2 separate regions of the Cricetulus griseus genome follow, and region 2 is linked to region 1. A link is a contact called in public Hi-C data. All regions are on one chromosome and are shown on one strand. Each heading gives the region's core, a stretch centred on a gene start, on an enhancer-like site or on the middle of the called end of the contact. The rest is flanking DNA. Distances are from core to core; before and after follow the strand shown. Region 1 holds the start of Ezr (ezrin). Region 2 overlaps Rsph3 (radial spoke head protein 3 homolog).

Region 1 (5,585 bases), core at 1,503-4,002:
GCTGTTCCCAAAGCCTCCCAAAGCAGGTTTCAGTGGAGTTCAGCTTCTCCAGGGATCACAGGTGACCCCCACACCTCACCACACCCAGGGGCTGTCTTGACGGCTGCACTTTACTGGGGAATCCCTCTGTGCCACGCACCCTGCTTGCTGAATGAATGAACATCCAACCTTTTAATAAGCAGGGTCTAAATACCATGTCATTTGTACTGTTTTATGAACAGAGTTATCTGGCTCAGTCTGGAGAAGAAATCAACCACCATGTGGACGGCCCAAGCCAAGGACTCAGATGTGTCCAATGTTGACTGTGACTGCCATTTGACAAAGGCTAACAGCATCCAATCTCACTCAAGCCACCCAAGCAAACGCTCATTTCAGGCTCAAACAGGATCGATAACCTTCTGTCTAAAGGACATACCTACAGAGTTTGTTGGTGGATGCTTCATTTAACATTTACCCGGGGAGGAAATAAGCAAACCCCCAAAATCCCCTTCCCCACAACAACAACAATAAAAAACTAAACTAACAAACTCAGTTTCTCAGTAATAGCCTGCGATGGCCACTAGGCTATTCCCAGAGCTCTATCTAACAGTCCATCTCTAACACCCTCCAGAGCTATAGGGGGGCAGGAAAGGATTTCCTTCAGGGGGCATGCACCTTGCACCTCAAAGGAGCCCTCTCAGCAGTTTGGAAATCGTTAACTCTATTGTGGAACAGAAGCTTCAAAAAGTTACTCTGTTACTAAAGCTGATATGTACCCAGCTTACTCGACAGCTTAACGACTCTTTACTTCTAAGAACAAAGTTCTTAGCCCAGAAGACCTTTAAACCAGGACAAAATTAAAACAAGACAGAAAGGGGAGGGAGGGAGAGAGAGGAGGGAGGAGAGGGAGGAGAGGGAGGAAAGGGAGGAGAGAGAGGAGAGAGAGAGAGAGAGAGAGAGAGAGAATACCTTAAAACGAGGCAGTTTTGACAAGACAGGACAAATAACAAGATTCCATCCACATTAGGGCCCTAGAATACTCAAGTCACAGAAGTAGAATAGCAGGGTGATTGCCAGGGTCTGGGGAAAGGGAGATTGTGTTGCAGTGTAAAATAGTGACACTGGAAAAATGGACAATGGTGATGGTAGATTAACAATATATTTAATGCCACTGACCTATACATTTAAAACTGGTTATAAAGATAAATTATATGCTATGTATATCTTATAATTAAGAAAAGAAAAAGAAAAGAGAATTACAGTTTGTAAAGAGAAGAAAAAGGAGCGACTGGAAACAGGCTCTTGGCTCCCCCCTCTCCCCCCCCCACTATCTCTGTGTGTCTTAATGAAATCAAGAAAACCTCATCCCGAACTAATGTATTGACTGACCACCACGGCCCCACCCCACCAGTTTTATTCCACAGGCTTTGTAGAGTCCGGATGAGTCATTTCTGGGTTTGAAATGCATTTCATGTAGGGTCAAATACTCTCTCAAGAGTAACTCAGACCAAAAATCGTTATTGATGTCTGGATCTATTATCATTTTAAGCGTATTAAGATTTCTAGAGAAAAACCCTCCTTTCAGAGAACATAAACTGTTAAAAGTAGTAAAAACAGATTAGTCCTAAACCGGACGGTGGTGGCACACCCCTTTAATCCCAGCACTCGGGAGGCTGAGGCAGACGGATTTCTATGAGTTCGAGGCCAGCCTGGTCTACAGAGCAAGTTCCAGGACAGCCAGGGCAACACACTGAGAACCCCCTGTCTCGAAAAACCCAGAACAAACGCAGACGAGCCCTAGAGACTAGGAAGAAACTCCTCATATCTTGAGTAGTTTTTACTAATCTTGATTTTTCCATCTCAACTTTAAAAAAAATTATATAAAACTCTCCCTCCATCCAGTCACCAGCGTTAAGGTAGTTGGACTATATTACACTGAGGACGGGCTTTGTCGTTGTTTCTCCCCACCCCCAACCCGGTCCCGCCAGCAATCTCAACACAATCAGTTTCAAGAATAGAGAAACAAGCACGCAGCACGTTAATTAGCCCAAGTTCACGACCAGGGCCCAACGAACCTCCTTATCAAGCCTCTGGGACTGACTGCCTCATCTGCAATTCAGGTCCGCGGCTAACCCTCTCCACTACGGATCCTGCTGCAACCAGCAAAACCCCTGCTCCGCCCGGCCGCGCCTCCCCAGAGAGGGCTGAGACCAGGCTACCCCAGGCACCGAGCCTCTCTTCTCCCCAATGCCCTTCAAATGGCCCAGGAAGGTGTGGGTTGCGAGTGGTTTCGGTCGCTCGAAGGAACTGGGCGGGCAGGTGTAGGTCGTTAAGCAGCCACCCCGTCCGTCTCCGTGCTAGCCGCACTAGTTAAGAAACTTCCAAGTTACACCAGCAGACACTCCCAAAGCGGTCAGAAGCACCCGGGCGGGGATCGGGGACCGAAAAGCACCAGCAAAGGGGACTAAAGAGTGCCTCCAAGGCGTCACCGGGTACCGAGAGGGCAGTCGGCGCCCTTCGGCAGAAAAAGAACCGCCCGGCAGCCCGGTGCAAGGTGAGTCCCGGGAGGGAAGCTCAGCCAGGCTGGCGCACGCCTCCCGCTCCTCAACGGCGACAACTTACTGGCTTGGGCATTTTGGCTGGTTGGTGGCTGCGCGGGTCCTCGGGAAGTGGGCTCTGCAGCGGCGGCTGAGACGCGTCTGGACCTGCAGGCGGAGGGAAGCCCTGAGCGCGCCCGCGGCCCGGAGCTTAAGAACCGGCCGGGCGGCGCCGGATGAGTCACCGCCCAACCGGGCCCGGGCGGGGGCGGGGCGCGGGGGCGCGCGGGCGGGCGGGCGGGCGGGCAGCGGGGCCGAGCGCCGGTGAGTTTCACTTCGTGTAGCAACCGTTGCCCCAGAGCCGAGGCCGCAACCGCGGGACCTTTTTGAGAAACACTCGTTTTTTTTTGTGTGTGTGTGTGTGTGTGTGTGTGTGTGGTTTTTTTCTTCTTCACAGACTGGGAGCAGCCGGGACGGGGGGCGTGTCCACGCAGCCCGCGCTGCGCCTGGGCTTCGGGGGTGAGCCCTCCCCCGGGGGCCAGAGGGTCGCACAGCGGCTCGCTCTCCACTCCCCGCGCCCCGCGCCCCGCCTGGGGGACCCCGAGTCCGCGCACAGGCGGGCGGTCCCTCCCTCCCTCCACCACCCCTCCGGGGAGCGCACGTGGCGCGACACCGAGCTGGGCGGGGTCCCCGGCCCCTGCTCGTACGACCCCGCGGGGTGCGCTCGCCAAGATGGCCGCGGCCCGGCGGGATGCGGGCGGCACGGGACCCGGGACCTCCCTCCGCGCCCTCGCTCGCGACTCCGCCAGCGGAGTCCCGGGGCTGCTGGCGAGCGCAGAGGGGAAGAAGGCGCTGGAGCTGCTCCGCGCCGTCCCGAGCCGAGGAAGTGCAACTCCACGTGGTGGGGCGGCGGCTGGTGGCCGGGCCGTTCGTGGGTGGGGCCGCCGGGTCTCCGGTCACGGCCCCCGGGTCCCCTTGCACGCGGCCTCCGAAGCATCCCCGTGCGTGGAAGACCCCGTCCCCGCATGCCTTAAAGAACTGACTTGTCTTCGTAATTCGACTTGACTCGCAAAAGGCTCCACGGGGTGGAGCCCCTGAAGACCTAAACTAATCCTAAAAGTTTATTTCTCTTTCTAATACTTCTCAAAGAGACCCGACCCCCTTCCCGTAACACAAGTACCCTGGTGATCTGTGAAATTTGTTGGGCTGTGATTAAATTATTGCTTCTCAAAGTCTGGTTCGGAGACAACTAAGCCCCGCCGCGGGTTTGAGACCAGAGCTGAGCCTGAGGAACTTTCCGGTGCGGGCTTGGGGTGGCGGTGGGGACTGGATGGGTTGGTTGCTTGGTTTTCTTATCGGCAAAACTGCCCGATTTTATGGCACCTGTTCCGTGGGGATGTAATGAGGATTAGATGCATTGAATGTGAAAAATACTCGGCTCCATTCCTGGACGGTATGACCAGTGACTGGGAAAAGTTCCTTTGGGACTCAGTATTCTCATTTGTAGAATAGGGACCTAAGAGCAATGCCTACACAGCTATAGACTTAATAACACACGTGAAGTTAGCTTAGTGCTGGATGAATAGTAACACGGTCTGTTGTGGGTCACATGGCTCCCAACTGCATGTCTAGGCATGTCAGGGGCCTGGCAAGGAGTGAGGCTATGGCTGAGATGGCCTCTCGTCAGCACAGTCTTTTCCCTTGAAAGATAGAATTTCTTTTTTTGTTAAAATGAAAATCACACAATGAATAATAAGTTATGAAAGATGTCCAGATCACCTACTACTGCAGAGCATTGGACATACTCCTCCTAACACAGCCTACCTGGCTGTCTTATTGCCCCGATGCCGTGACAGTGTGAGCGTCTACTCAGTTCACAGTTTAAGATAGCAGTGGCCTCAGGCCTTCAGAAGCCTTTCTGAACCTTACCCTCCAGAGGAATTTTGAAAAATATGGTGTGGTGTGGTAAAAATAAAAAGATGACAGGGTTTAGAAACAAACAACAAAAGCTGCATTCTGTCTCCGGCACTTCCCAGCTGGTCACTGGGCAAGCCATCATCCAGCTTCCATCTCCTCATCCCTAAAGTAAAGGGAATAAGTAGTACAAAGAATCCTGCTGCTGAGTCACACAAGGAGAGCACTTATGCATATTTGACATATGTATATTCTTTCTCATGTAAATTAACATTACAAAGTCATATTTTGTATATACTTTCCTCATGCATCTCCCACTACTATAAACCCTAGAACTTTTGGGGGGGTTTTGGTTTTTTTTTTTTTTTTTTGGTTTTTCGAGGCAGGGTTTTTCTTTATAGCCTTGGCTGTCCTGGAACTAGCTCTGTAGACTGGTCTCAAACTCACTGAAATCTGCCTCCCACGTGCTAGAACTACAGTTGTGTGCCACAACCACCCAGCTCTAAACCCTAAAACTTAGATGCTACTGTGCAAGGAAAAACCTCTTTCTAATAAAGCCATGCATATTACATCTAAGGATTATTTTAGGGGTCATCTCTTTATCTGATCTAAACCCCCTCAGCCCAGTACTTTGAAGAGTCTGAGCTACAAGATAATCTGTGAGACATATGGAACAGTAGCCTGGAAAGCTGTGTCTGTAACACACCATGCTGTTTCCCTACTCCTGGAGATTGTGATACACACGTGATTTCTGAGAATTGTGACTCAGGGTATATTAACAGTAGGACCCTGAAGTGTGTCACTCACTCACATGTCTCTTTCCCCTTTGTGAGACTGTTACCTGTATCTGAAGCAGTGTTGGATAACAGGATAATGAGTGCCTCTGTAGGCAGAGAGGAAGCCAGGGCTCATGGGTACTGTCCCACTAGCAATTCATCTGGCTATTTACTCCAACTGTAACCATGGTTTAGATTTTCTGCTTTTCGGGCAGGGGAGTGTGGTTGCATGTCTTCCTCAGGAGCCAGGAGAAAGGCTTTGGGCACATTGCTTAGAGGCTCTTGGGCAAGGTTAAACCAGGTAGGGTATAGGTAGTTTGAGAAGTCACTCCCTCTGACAAACCCTCTAGTCTTTGTATCAAACCACCTGAGAGCCTGT
Region 2 (5,585 bases), core at 1,071-3,570, 93 kb after region 1:
ATTCTTTTTTTTTTAACTTCATCAAAGACATGTCCAGGAGCTGGTACATCTTGGCTTGGGATGCAGGTTTTTCTTTAGAATATGTTCTCTTGTTTTCTATGACAGGTAAGTTTACTTTTATTGACATATTAAATTACATACTTATGGGAGGTAGGTGTGATAACTTGATATATGTACATGATCTGTAATGATTAAGTTAATGAATATTTCTATATCAAACTTTTACATTTGTGTTGGAAGTCTTTAACATCTTATCACTTATTTTTTAATAAACATTTTATTCTTTGCACACTCCCTTTATCTACAAATGCCTAATAAACTGTTACAATCTATAATCTCCCAATTGTGCTATGCTTGGAACACTAATATTCCTAACAACTGTAGTTTGGTACCCAATAGCCAACTTTTCTCTCTTCTGTCCTTTTATCCTTCCCACACTCCAATAACCACTGTGAGGGTCTCTACATTTAGAAGATAAAATTTTAGCTTTTAGATCATGAAGATGTAAATGTATATTCCTGTTCTTGGTGTCTCCAACACCATCCACATTGCTACAAATGACAGGATTTCATTTGTGTGGCTGAATATGGTAACATTATATATACATCCTCCATTTAAAAAAATCCATCCATCCATGCTGGTTTGTATCTTGTCTCCTGTGAGGATTGCTATAATGGGAATGCAGGTGTTGCACTGAGTGAATATTGAGTATGAGATTGCTGGCTGATCAGTAGTTCTGTTGTTTTCTAAGGATCCTCCATACTCTCTTTTTTCTTTCTTTTTTTTTCAAGACAGGGTTTCTCTGTGTAGCTTTGGAGCCTATCATGGCACTGGCTCTGGAGACTAGGCTGGCCTCAAGCTCACAGAGATCCACCTGCCTCTGCCTCCCGAATGCTGGGATTAAAGGCATGCGCCACCAACGCCCGGCCCTCCATACTCTTTCTTTAATGTCTGTCATAGTTTACCTTCTCAGCAACAGTGTGCAAGAGCTTCCTTTTCTTTCCTTTGCTGTCTAGGCTCTGAAGACAGCAAGTGTTCTTAACTTCTGAACCATCTCTCTAACACACTGGTTCTCACTTTTCACTCATTTTGCTATTTGATGAGACCACATGCTCATACTTTCGTTCTCTGGACATTTTTGTTTCCTTCAGCTCTTTGAACACAGAGATGATTCAAGTATTTTTTTCTGGTAATCTGAAAATCTGGAGTTGCCTACACAGCTTCTGCAGACTGCACTTTTGCACAGATACACTTTCTGAGTTTTGTGTGTTCTGGACATTTTTTTTTTTTTCTTCCGAGACAGGGTTTCTCTGTAGCTTTGGAGGCTATCATGGAACTAGGTTTTGTAGACCAGGCTGGTCTTGAACTCACAGAGATCTGCCTGCCTCTGCCTCCTGAGTGCTGGGATTAAAGGCGAGCACCCCCCCCCCTCCGGTACTGGACATCTTAAGTATAACACAGTATACTGGAAGATAGATTCCTGTCCCATCCCTACTTTGGGCTTTTTGTTGTGGTTTATATTTTAGTTATAAAAACCTTCCTGCAAAACTGCTGTCAATTTCACTTCTCTGATGTCTGTGACCATTGGGGTCTGTTCAGTAAAGTTAGTGGGTCAGCAGTTAGAATACATACTAAAAGTGTTTCTTTAAGAAAACATTCTTCTGTGTTTTGGGGGAGTGCATGCTACTCTAAAGTACTCTCCCTCCACTATGTGGATCTCAGGGAATTGAACTTGCTTGGTGCAAGTGGCTTTACCCACCCAGCTGTGTGGCTGGCCCTAGACTTGAGGGAATCATTGTCTCCCACCCTTTGCTGAGAAGCTCTGTATGGGTTGGGGTATGCCTTCAACTCCTATTTGTATCAACCTTCAAGGTCAGTCAGACAGGACTGATCCTATCTCAAGTCTTCTCTGGGTGTTGCACAGTCACCTACACACAGATTCCCAGGTATGTCAGCGGTTCTCAAATCTCCCCATGGCTATCTCATCTACCTGTTCTCTATCCCCTTCTTACTGCTTCTGCTGTTGTCTACATCTTAGGTAAATGTCATATTATACTCACTCTTGGTTTAAGCTATTTAATAACAATGCCCTGGTGTTAGGATCTTTGTTAATGAGCAAACTGAGTCAAATCAAATAAAGTCAGGCCCTAAAAATGGGCTTTTCCAGGGAGCTGACACAAAGTCAAATAGTGACAAATGTTTTTGGAATGTGGCTTTGAGGGACACTGAGCCTACTTTGCTCCTTTCAGTGACTGCTAGGCTACTTGTTGTGTCAGCTGTTATGGCCTGAGCCCGCTGGTCTTCATGGCCGTGGGGCTGAAACAAGGCTAAGACAGGGCAAATGCCATCGAGCTTGCTGTTTCCAGTAACAAGCAGGCATCATTGCTGCAAGTCTGACTAAAGTCCAGACTTTCAAACATGCTGATTTGGGTAATTTTTGCCCACCTGCCCCCATTGCTTTTGTGGAGGAGCAAATTTTGAGAAGTCCTTATTCTGCCATTTGAGGTGGTGGTGCTGGTGTGTTCCTCTCTATTTATGATAATTCCTGAACTGCCCCTTAATATAATGGCATGTTTAGGATGGACTGAAGATTGTTTTGTTTTAGCCTAGACTGTTATACTTTAGGATATGTCTTTCTATGCCTTTTCTCTTGTGATTATTAGCTCTATGGGTATGCTCATAGCAATAAGGTGACCTTATATGTCACCTTTAACTTGCTGTGGAGTTACTTACCAAGAGTCAAAATGTTTAGCAATATGTTAGAGTAGGCCATGAAGGTTCAAGGCACTGTGTGTGGACTTTGTGGTGTTGTACTTACTCAATATTACTTTGACCTTCTCCCTGTGTTCTAGAACAGTGGTTCTCAACCTTCCTAATACTTTGGCCCTTTAATATAGTTCCTAATGTTGTGATCATCCCAACAATTATTTCCATTGTTACCTCGTAATTGTAATTTTGCTTCTGTTATGAATTGTAATATAAATAACTGTGTTTCCCAATAGTCTAAGGAGAGCCCTGTGAAAGGTTCATTCACCCTCTCCAAAGGGGGTCACGACCCACAGGTTAAGAACCACTGTTGTAGATGTGTTTGTATATATTGGAGGTAGAGGACGTTTGTTGGTGGTATCTAAGTCATGGGAGTAAGGGTCTTAATAATACTCCTTGGTGCATTAGGTTACAGCTACAATAGCATATGAGCAAAGACATGAGAGGAACCTGAATAAACAGAAGCTGCACGGTAGTAGAGGGTGAGGGCTATGCCATATGAGGAAAAACTGGAAGAGTGATAGTTCACTGAGAGAACACTTAAGGAAAAAAGAGAAACTTACTGGGGTAGATGACTGTGTGATATGATAATAAAATTCTGCCCCCCCCATAATCATGTCTCCATGATTACAACTAAGGTTAGAAATGGGAAGGCTTTAAACATTTTTTTTATATATTTAGTGTAAATGTGTGTGTGCATGTTCATGCCACAGACCCTACGTGGAGGTCAGATGACAACTTGAAGGAGTCATTTCTCTCCTCCTACTGTGTGGGTCCTAGAGCTTGAACTCAAGAGTGTCAGGCTTGATGGCAGTTGCCTTTACTTGGGCTCTGGGATAGCTTTTAATTTGATATACAAAGACTCCTAACATTGAGAGCAAGTAACTGACTAAGCATCTACCACTGCCTGGGCCAGGGAGACAGAACTGAGTATGAAAGAACTGTTTCCTAGCTCTTGAAGTAAAAAGCAAAACATAACACCCTAGCCGGGCGTTGGTGGCGCACGCCTTTAATTCCAGCACTCGGGAGGCAGAGGCAGGTGGATCTCAGCAAGTTTGAGGCCAGCCTGGTCTATAGAGTAAGTTCCAGGACAGCCTCTAAAGCAATACAGAAAACCCTGTCTTGAAAAACCAAAAAAAAAGGGGGGCTGGAGAGATAGCTCAGAGGTTAAGAGCACCAACTGCTCTTCCAGAGGTCCTGAGTTCCATTCCCAGCAACCACACGATGGCTCACAACCATCCCTTATGAGATCTGGTGCCCTCTTCTGGTGTGCAGATATACATGGAAACAGAATGTTGTATATATAATAAATTAATTAAAAAAAGAAAACTAAAAAAAAACAACAAAAAAACAAAACAAAACAAAAAAACAACCAAACAAAAAACCACCCTCATTTTTAGAGTGAGTAAAGAAGGATTAGGGCTGCGAGGTCACTTGGTATGTGACGGTGCTGGCTACCAAGTCTGAAGCCCTCAGGATGAAAGCTGTCCTGTGACAGAGTGCCTCACAGAGTGCTCATGGCATGCCTGCACAGATGGGGTCACTGAAATGAGCTGGCTAGAATGGGGTCTCTGAAGGGTCCAGACTGGGATGAAGACTGAAGGTAGTGAGTACAGCGGGAGTCCAGCCTAAATTATCATCTAAGAGCCTGGCACCACAACAAAGCTGGCAGACGACGTTACAACAAGGCAAATACTCAATGGGAGTCTGGACCTGCAAGGGCTGCACTGCATTTTAAAATGCTTTCCCTACACACAAAATGATGAAGCTCATTTTCAAACATCCATCCTCTTCCCACACCCTCCTTCTTTCCCTCTCTTACTGTCCCCTTCTCTCCAGGAACACCATCTGCCTCTTCTGTGTTCACCTCTCACATTACTCTCTCCTTACTCCCTCGCCTCCCTTAAAGTCATTCCCCTGCCTCACAATTCCTTTTCTACTTTACGCACACACAGGTAAACACAGACAAAACACACACACACACACACACACACACACACACACACACACACACACACACACAGATACACACAAACACAGATATACACAGATGTACACACACAAATTTAAAGCTAAAGTCTACAGATAAGAGAAAAATTCAGCACCTGTCTTTCTGAGTCTGTCTTATTTTGCTTACCATAATAGTAATAACCAGCTGCGTCCCTTTTCCTACCAGTGGGATGACTCCATTTATCTCTATGGCTGAATGTACTTGTGGCACAAGTACATAATGAGATTTTATCTGCACACCAAGCTTTCTTATGGTCATTAAATTACATATGAAGTTGAATTCAAAGTTAACTGACACAGGGCTTTACTGACCCCTAGTGGTAAATATGATCATTAATATACTCTAAAGTTTGTTTTCTAAAAATCATACTGACAAATACTTGTTTTGAACTCTATTTTCAGATATGAGTTAAAACGGCCAGACTCTGGCTAGATCTGGGCAGCACCATGAGAAACTTACCTCCTGTTACCTCAGTGCTAGCTGAAATAGGAGGAGGGGTAGATTCCTGGTAAATAAATAACATCAAAGTGTCTACAGTCTACCCCTTTGTACAACAGCTGGTGGTTACACTCAAGTCTTTCAGACACAAGCTTTTATAACACCCTGAACGAGACTGAAGTAACTTCATAAACTTAATGAAAACTCAAACTTTCCACTTAAAATTCTTGTTTCCAGGGGCTGGAGTCAGTGCTCAAGGTTAAGAGCACTGACTGCTCTCCCAGAGGATCTGAGTTTAACTCACAGCCACCTGTAATGGGATCTGGTGCCCTCTTCTGGCCTGCAGGAACATATGCAGGCAGCACACTGT

What was found. Hi-C and Micro-C count contacts between places; a contact is called where the count stands out from the background.
Region 2: a Hi-C map of the CHK-Q cell line shows a contact between it and region 1, with 10 times the contacts expected there. The contact joins the enhancer-like site here to the promoter of Ezr in region 1. A contact is called at or near these places in 5 of 8 Hi-C or Micro-C datasets (the CHK-Q cell line, the CHL-YN cell line, the CHO-K1 cell line and 2 more).

The regions. Positions count from the first base shown.
Region 1 is chr2:287,532,523-287,538,107 of CriGri-PICRH-1.0, forward strand. It overlaps Ezr (ezrin), which reads right to left and starts at 2,753. Exons shown (of 13, transcript XM_027401082.2): 1 at 2,602-2,753. The coding sequence starts at 2,613.
Region 2 is chr2:287,626,016-287,631,600 of CriGri-PICRH-1.0, forward strand. All of the region lies in intron 8 of Rsph3 (radial spoke head protein 3 homolog), which reads right to left. Among named protein-coding and RNA genes, the nearest start is that of Rsph3, 26 kb to the right of the region's middle. Within about 2 kb of position 2,321, at least 1 of the 6 cell types and tissues checked has open chromatin away from gene starts, as enhancers often do.